Linked DNA regions of Anser cygnoides: region 2 is linked to region 1. Evidence: chromatin contacts called from public Hi-C data. All regions are on one chromosome and are shown on one strand. Each heading gives the region's core, a stretch centred on a gene start, on an enhancer-like site or on the middle of the called end of the contact. The rest is flanking DNA. Distances are from core to core; before and after follow the strand shown.

Evidence for each region. Hi-C and Micro-C count contacts between places; a contact is called where the count stands out from the background.
Region 2: a contact with region 1 is called in a Hi-C map of liver, with 1.6 times the contacts expected there. The contact joins the promoter of TSC22D1 here to the enhancer-like site in region 1. A contact is called at or near these places in 3 of 7 Hi-C or Micro-C datasets (granulosa cells and liver).

The regions. Positions count from the first base shown.
Region 1 is chr1:181,110,103-181,114,088 of Taihu_goose_T2T_genome, forward strand. It overlaps LACC1 (laccase domain containing 1), which reads left to right. Exons shown (of 6, transcript XM_066988398.1): 6 at 1-837. The coding sequence ends at 125. Among named protein-coding and RNA genes, the nearest start is that of CCDC122, 13 kb to the left of the region's middle. Within about 2 kb of position 1,784, at least 3 of the 3 cell types and tissues checked have open chromatin away from gene starts, as enhancers often do. A contact at or near this core is called in liver, where this site is marked.
Region 2 is chr1:181,410,959-181,414,944 of Taihu_goose_T2T_genome, forward strand. It overlaps TSC22D1 (TSC22 domain family member 1), which reads right to left and starts at 1,695. Exons shown (of 4, transcript XM_066988427.1): 1 at 1,322-1,695; 2 at 1-767. The coding sequence starts at 734. LOC106035060 (a long non-coding RNA gene) reads left to right here and starts at 1,675. Exons shown (of 7, transcript XR_010827841.1): 1 at 1,675-1,811; 2 at 2,494-2,741.

The DNA.
Region 1 (3,986 bases), core at 534-3,033:
CTGTCACAGACCAGAACCAAAATATCACATTCTGTACTGCATGCCATCCTGAAAAATTTTATTCTCACTTTCGTGATGGCACTAACTTCGGCACACAAATTGGCTTCATATCAATCAAAGATTGAGATAGTATCTGTCTCTTGCTCTGGAGTAGTAGTTAGACAATAAGTCTGGTGTGTTGACTGTTATCCTGCTCTCCTGGTAGATTTCTTTCCTTCTTTGTTTCACGGACTTGCGATGGAAAGAGTACACAGGCCTTAAGATTCTCCTGCTTCTTCCATTCCCTGTCATTCTGAGGCAAGAAGAGATGTCTAAGATACGGATCCTGGCTTGTGTGAGCCAGGTTCCAAAGGAAACAAGGAGAACTCACAACAGTAACGAAGCACTTTGCAAAGCCAGATGCAAGATCCCATTTTCTTGCCTTTTTGACCACATATATCCCATAAACCTTACTGGTGGTGAAAGCATAAAATAAACAACAAACAAAACCAGTAATAAAATAAAAGTCTTCATTACCTTCTGGATGAGTCTTCTGAATGAAGTTAAGGCTGACATTGCTGATAAAGGAAAGGAAACCTGTATTGCACATTAACGGTTTGGGTACGCCCATCAGTGTATGTTTCAGCTGAAGGTTAGCCTTAAAAAATGATGTGCCTCGGATTGTTTTTGTTTCGATTAGCTTGAAAAAGAGCTTCAAAGCACTTACAAGAATAACTTGAAAGTGAGAAGCAAGCAAGGTCCTTTGGGGCAGACATTGTAAACATACGAATGTTAACTTAAGCATTTTTTGATTGTAAAAAAAAAATAAAACTAAGACTCAGTATAATTTGACTTGTATGGTCATGTTTCCCTAGGATTTTTTCTTTGTCATTTGTGCTCTGCTAATGTCCATTGAGACAATTTCCACAGTACTCAGTTATTTAATAAGTATCTGAAAAGGAGAGTGAATTTATCCTCAGTTAATTTTACTGACCAATTGTTGACATGTTTGTATTGCTAGTAAATTCAAAGTGTGCACTGGTTTCTTATTGCCATAGATGATTTGACCCTAGATTTTGCGCTAGATGTTGCAAGGTTAGGATGGATGGGACTCTGACTGCCCTGATGCAGTGGAAGGTGTCCCTGTCCATGGCAAGGGAGTTGGGACTAGATGGCCTTTAACCATGGTCTTTAACCCTTCCAACCCAAACAATTCTGTGATTCTCCGGTTCTGTCATTCTATGTGATAATAGTTGACACACAGTCAGACCTTCCTAATAGTTAAGTTTTTGTTTTCAAGTCTAATAGCGTGCTGGCTGTAGCTTGCACAGTTCCCAAACACGAGTCTTGGAAGAACTGCCTGCATACGTTATTTCCTATTTTGATTTAAACGGGCTTTACCAATTCTAGACTGTTTTTGTCCACTAGAGGTCAGTGCTAGCCCACGGTGCGCTTCCATCTCTGGCTGCACTGTGTATCTGGGTTTTCAAACAACGCTTTGCAAAGCACTGTACAGCACAGCACTTCTGCCTATATAATCATCTGCCAAGTTAGTCTGCTACCTGTGCTTGAAGAGTAATCCGTGTTTCATTCTGTTGGGGTGCAATTCGTAAGCGACCAAAGTAAAATTTTCCATGTCCTCCAGGAGAACAGACTTCTTAAAAACCTTCCTTTTACCTGTGAATGGTATTTGTCAGCAAAGACTGCTTCTGACTGCTACCCCAGACTGTAACCATCTACCAAAAATATTTCTTCCAACTTTCCTACTTCTTCTTTAGAAATATTATTCCTCTTCTGCTGTAGTCCCACAGTCCTTCAGAAAAACAATTCTTACACTTTCAGTTACCTTTTAAAAACCTCACCGTTGCTTTCATCATTCCGGGGGTCACCACTGAGGTGATGTTCATGGCTGGGTTCAAACTGAAGGTTCAAGGTCCCGCAGGGACAATGCTCTGCAACTTAATGCTGCCAAGCATGTTACTTCACGGTAGCTTAGGGTGTGCATGGCATATATATGCATGATGTGTATAAATGTATGCATATTATCAATTTATTCTAAATATAGGATAATGTAATTATATGGTCACGGAAAGGCTTGTCTTGCTGCACTGGCTTAAAGAATAACAACCTACTTTCCCCTCTCGGTTCTGTCCCTTTGCCTGCGGAACCACCTTACGGGCACTGATTGACGTAGCTGTGGAGTGACTAAGGCATCTTCGCTTCTGCTGCTGCTGGTGTGGGGGCAGTAGCACCACACAGCCTTCAGTCCCTGCACCAAAAGCTCTGACACAGCTTGTCGGTGCCCTTCGCTTAACCCTCTTCCCTGGTGGATTAAGAGCGTGCCATCAAAAGCAGCTGAGACCCTCGGCTTTGCAAGGTACTGCTTGACAGCTGAAGCATCATAGGTGCCCACGTGCCTGCTGTTAGCCCAGCTCACCTCAGAGACGGCTTTAAACTAACACATTTTGTGTTGCAGTGAGTGAAAAGACCTTGCAGCAATGCTATTTACCACTGTTCAAATGCTCAAACAGTATAATAGTAAGTCACAGTAACCTGATACTGATAGTAAGACCTGGCTTGTTCCTACCTGCTCAGGAACGACAGCAGACTTTTTCTGTTTAGAAAAATACTATTTACAGGTCGTGGTAGGACTAGGCAAGCTGGAGAGCATGTGGGAATAAGCAGAAACACCACAGGCATTACCTTTTAGAAGACAAATTGCTACCTCAATCATTGTTCGTTAGTTCTTTTACACTGAATTACCTAGACTGTAAACCTGTCAAGACAAGAAACAGGCTTTTGTATATGGGTTACTGAGGTGGAGAACTCCACCACCAATAAGAAAATAATAATATTGAGTTCCCATCAGGCTAGGCTCTGTATCGTACAGAGAGTTTCTTTCAAAAGTCATTGCCAGAAAAACATTTTAGTTCTGGTATTAAAAAAAAAAAAAAAAAAGCTTAGGGGAAGGTCATGATAAAAAGGAGAAAAGGCTGTTTTGCATCTGTTTTGTGGAGATTTTATTTACTCATTTGTTATTACTGTTGCTCACTAAAGGACCCGAGCAGATCAGTCCTGATTCACCACCTCTGGGGAAGCTCTTAAAATGCTTCATAAATTGTTCAGCTCTGCCTACCTAATGACCAGATCCCATTCATTAACCTCACCCGAGAATTTATTAGCTGCCTCTATCCCATTATTAAGTTATTTAATAACATTATTAATTATGATTGTGGTTTGCCCTGAGGAGAGCACAAGTACGCGATCACACTGGATATTGGTTTTGATAGATATTATTGTGCAATTAACATTTGTTGCCGTTGTCAATTCTGAATATGGGTCTCTTCAGTTACATTTATGTATCAAAATGAGGTGTATAAACTATGTCTGAGAAAAGCTTTTTTCTCTGTTCCACTACAAAAATGCAGCTCCACCGCAGCTCTGGTTCCAGTGCCTGGGGAAGCAGTGTGCAACTTCAGAGGCTCAGATCTGAACCTGAGATAATTAGCACAATGTTTCCCCAAACGGTGGAATTTACTGCCACAGGTGTGGCAAAGGCAAAAAATATCAAGGGAGTTAGATTTAAAATGTCTGTAATAAATTTATAGAGGCTAGATCCATCGGTGACAGCTCGTCTCTTCCCACTGATGCTCCATGGAGACGGGCTAGGGGGAAGGACAGCTGCTTGCCCTGGGTTCTGCGTTTGATGGCTTTGCTTGTGAGCAGCAGCCAACTCCAAAGCCACAGGACAGGGCCTTCAGCAGGATATTTGGGCACATCTCAACTCAGAAAAAAATAATACATCCAAATTGCAAGCATTTTATTACAGGAAGGTGTCTCCTCAGCAGTAACAGAGTTTGCAAAGTCATCTTTTTTGCCTTCCTCCTTGTTTTCCTCGTGCTTACTTCTTGCCCATTGCTTTCCACCCAGCACCACTCACAATTGCCCTGTGAGAGCTCTGTGTCTAGCCACAGGGTGCTGAGGGAAGCAGAATCCATGTTGTGCAG
Region 2 (3,986 bases), core at 445-2,944, 300 kb after region 1:
AACGATGGACTGGGTGGTGGTCCTCCAGAAATCGGGGCACTGCCCACCCCAGGATGCGATGGATGATGGTGTCCGTGGTGGTGGTGGTGAAGATGATGGTGGTGGTGAACATGATGGGGGTGAACACTTCCATTGATCACAACGCCCTGCTGTGGGTGATGAGGCAGAGAAGGGTGCTGCTGAGGAAGGTGAGGCTGGTTTGGAGAAACAGCCCCAGGAGTCTCTGCCTCTTGGAAGTTATTTAAAGTCTCTTCAGAGGAGCTCCTCTCGGGTTCTCCCAAGTCAGTGGCCCTGGATAAAGAAACATCCAAGATTTCTGAAGAGGACAGGTCTTCAGTGTGGGACTCATCCAGGTCATCGTAGCTTTCGGTATCTTCGGCTATGCTGTTATTAGAGCTCATGCTAGCCGATATTTGAGCAGGGGTCACGCTGGTAATCTGAAAGCCACTTTTCTTTTTCATTTGAGCTCCAGTCTGCGCGAGAGGCTGTGGCTGGAGCTGAGACTGCGAGAGGAGGTTCAGGCTTTGTGGAGGAGGGGGTGTCGGCTGTGGACCCGCCGACGAAGATGCTGCAGGAGATGGAGGCGGCGGCTGGACCAGCAAGGGCGGCTGATAATCCTCGGCGGAGAGGGCAGCGCTCCCGACGCCGGTACCTGGTGCAGTGGGAGCAGTAACGCAGCTGCTGCCGCTGCTACTGCTGCTGCCCCTTCTAGGAAACATCGCCGGGTGCGCCATCTTCCTAGCACTAATGTCTGCGGCTGAGTCAGGCTGGTGCATTGTATCGGGCGGATTTTAAGAGTGCAGTCCCCCGGTATGGAGAGAGACAGACACACACACACACACACACACACAGTTAGCTCGGCAGCAGGGCACAGACACCGCGCACAACCCCCCCCACACCCCATACCCCCCCCCCCCAGCTCCCGCAGCGCAGGGGCTGAGCCGCCTCGGCACCGCCGCTCGCCTCCCCCTCTCCTCCTCCTCCTCCTCCTGCACAGGGAGGGGGCGAGCACCGGCCCTCCGCCGCCCCTGAACGTGACACTTCCACCCCTCCGCCGTCCACTTTCCCCCTCGCACCCCCCTCACACACACCCCCTTTTCCTCAGCCACCCCCAAACTCCCCTGGCCCCTCCAGCCGCGCCTCCCCCGGGGCAGGAGGCAATGCCCGCCTCAGCCCGGCCGGCGGCGGGGCCGAGCCCCTTCCCTTCCCCTCATGGAAGCCGGCAACCGGCAGAACCGCCCTCCGCCGGCAGGCCCGGCGCCCCTCGCCATCGGGGGAGGAGGAGGAGGAGGAGGAGGAGGAGGAAGGCGCGGATACGTACGGGACTGGCGCACGGCAGGGAGGCAGCGGCAGGCTGAGCCGGGCAGGGACATCCCCGTCAGTGGCAGCCATGGAGCTGAATCATTTTGGGGAGCCGAGAGACGGAAGGAGGAGGGAAGAAAAGCGGCAGCCCGGCGAGGGAGTCCATGAAAAGGAGGGAGGGAGGCCGGGGGAGCCAGGCAGGCAGGCAGGCAGCCGCTCTCTCCTCCCTCCGTGTCTGGCTGTCTCTGGAGGAGGCTCCGCTCCACACGCTCTTCCTTCCCCCTCCGCCTCCTCCCCCTTTATAACAGGCGGCACCCGCTCTTCCTCCGCAGAGCCGCGTCCTCCTCCCGCTGCGTTCTGCCTTCCTTTCCCCTTCTTCCCTTCCTCCCCTCCCTTCCCTCCCGGCTCTCCCCCGGCCCCTCGCGGAGCCCGGCGGGGAGGAGGGCGCAGCGCGGGGCCGCAGGGGGGAGGGCAGAGCTGGCCCGAGGGGAGGGCAGCCCGCAGACAACGTAAGATGGCGGCGGCCGCCGCGCATGCGCGCCCAGCCCGGCAGACATAAAGCCCGGCTGGCCCGGGACGACGGAAATCGGCTCGGCTCGCCCGGCGGAAATTGCCGAGCGCCGCCGAGCCCCCGCCGACGGGGGGGGGGGGGGGCGCTCCCGAGCGGGGAGGGGGCTTCGGGGGGGACGCGAAATGGCGGCTCCCCCCCCCCGCCACCAACCCGCCCCGCGCCCCAGGTGCCGCGGTCCCGCAGCGTGACTGTGCCTCACATGACCCGCCGCCTCCCTCCCCCTCCTGGGCTCCGCCGCGGGTTTATTCGCGTTATTCATCACCTTCGTCTTCATCCCCTCCCTCGGTCCAGAATTTTCCTGTCGCCCTCCTCCTCCTGCCGTGCGCGGGGAAGCCGGCGGCGCCTCGCCCGTCCCTTTGTGCCGCCGGGGGTCCCCTCACACCCCGAAATGGCCGCCGCCGCCCCCCGGCCCTCACCCCCCTCAGGGGTCTCCATGTCCCCCAGGGCGGCAGGAGGTCCCAGGGCTGCCACCACTCCCTGAGGTGGTGTGGGCGCATCGAGGAGCTTGAGAAGGCGTGTACTGAAGCGCTCTTTCAAAAAATTGTCACCCTTCACAAGTATTTTTTTTATCATTAAGTGAAATTGAGGTCACGTCCACTGCTCTTCTCTTGCTGTTTCAGTACTGGCGTTTCATCAGGGAGGAAAGACCTCGTGGCCCTCCTCAGACGTAGTGAAGCTCGATACAGCCCTCAGCCATCTCCATCCCCTTGTGGCTTCAGCTGTCCCATGACCAAACCTTGGCTTCTCCTCAACCTGGCGTGGCTGCTCTCTGATCCCTGAAGGCTCTCGGTGCTCATGCGTTGGCCAGGAGATCTTCCATAGCATCTACAAACCTGTTAGCATGCCTTGGTGAGCATCCAGCAGGTAGGTAGGTATCTCACTGCAACACAAACCCAACAAATTCACACCACAGTCATTGCTCCACCTCTCCTGTCCTAAGGACTCCCACCAGGAGCACTTTCAGAGCTTGCTAAATTGGCTGTCCTGCTTTCCTACAGAGGGGGAAAGGTTCAAACCTTCTCCTCCATTTCTCCAGGTGGATGAAGTGTGCACCTATACCAGGAGGGGTGCTTGTGTATCCCATTTTCTGGCAGCACATCATCATCTCCTAACGTAGTCTTTCATGAGCTGGTGGAGATGTCTCAGTCACCTCTTTGAAATTATTGTGGTTTGTGTGGAACAATAAAACGTTTGCAGGGCTTGACTGACTCGGACTAATTCTATAGCTTATTTACAAAAGCCAGTGCTTAGGACAATCAACAGGACACATGGGAGAAGCAAAAAAAAAAAAAAAAAAAAAGATTTTGGTGTTTACTGCAGTGAATATGTAAATATGTTGTGAAGAGTAGTAGAGCTTTAACAGGAGAATTTGGGAGAGTCCAAGCTACTATATCATAGCTGAGTCATTAGAGTTCTTGTGGGAGATGTAAATGTGAGTTCCTTCAGGCAGAGAGGAGATTTGAGTCTCCCATGTTCAGTGTGTGGTGTTTAATCACTGAGGTACTAAAAATGCTGTTTTTCTAGCTCCATTTTGTGAAAAGGGTGAGGTTTCAAGGTCACGCACAGTGGGAGTTTTTGCTGCCTGTGCCTGAATCTCAGCCTTCCATCTTGTCTCACCCTGTTAACTAGATTATCCATCTCTCAGTCAGTGTGAGGGACAGGGGTAGCTTTGAGAAAATCCTGCTTTTTGCATCCTAATTGCTTTTATATCTGGAATGCAAACATTCAGCTCAGGTCTCTGGGTACCTGAAATGTAGACTTGCAACCATTGCTCCTTCCATGGCTCTAGCCCACTGCCTGTATACAGACAGTGCTGAGCACTGTGAAGCGATTGGCATGTAATTAAATAAGATTCTGCCTGTTACGAGAACTAGGCAATATTATGTTTTAAAGCTGCTAATCAGAACATATCGAAGACCATGCTACCTGAACGTGTTGTGAGCCCCATACCAGAAGACATCTTCATGTGACCCTCACAGATTTCAGGAAAGCGTCACAAAGATGCCCATGATCTGTCTACATGGAAATTGATGCAACGCTGCGGCCTTATATGTATCTTTGATGAGATACTCGTATGCTGAATGCTAAATGTGTGTAAACATTTTTGGGATGA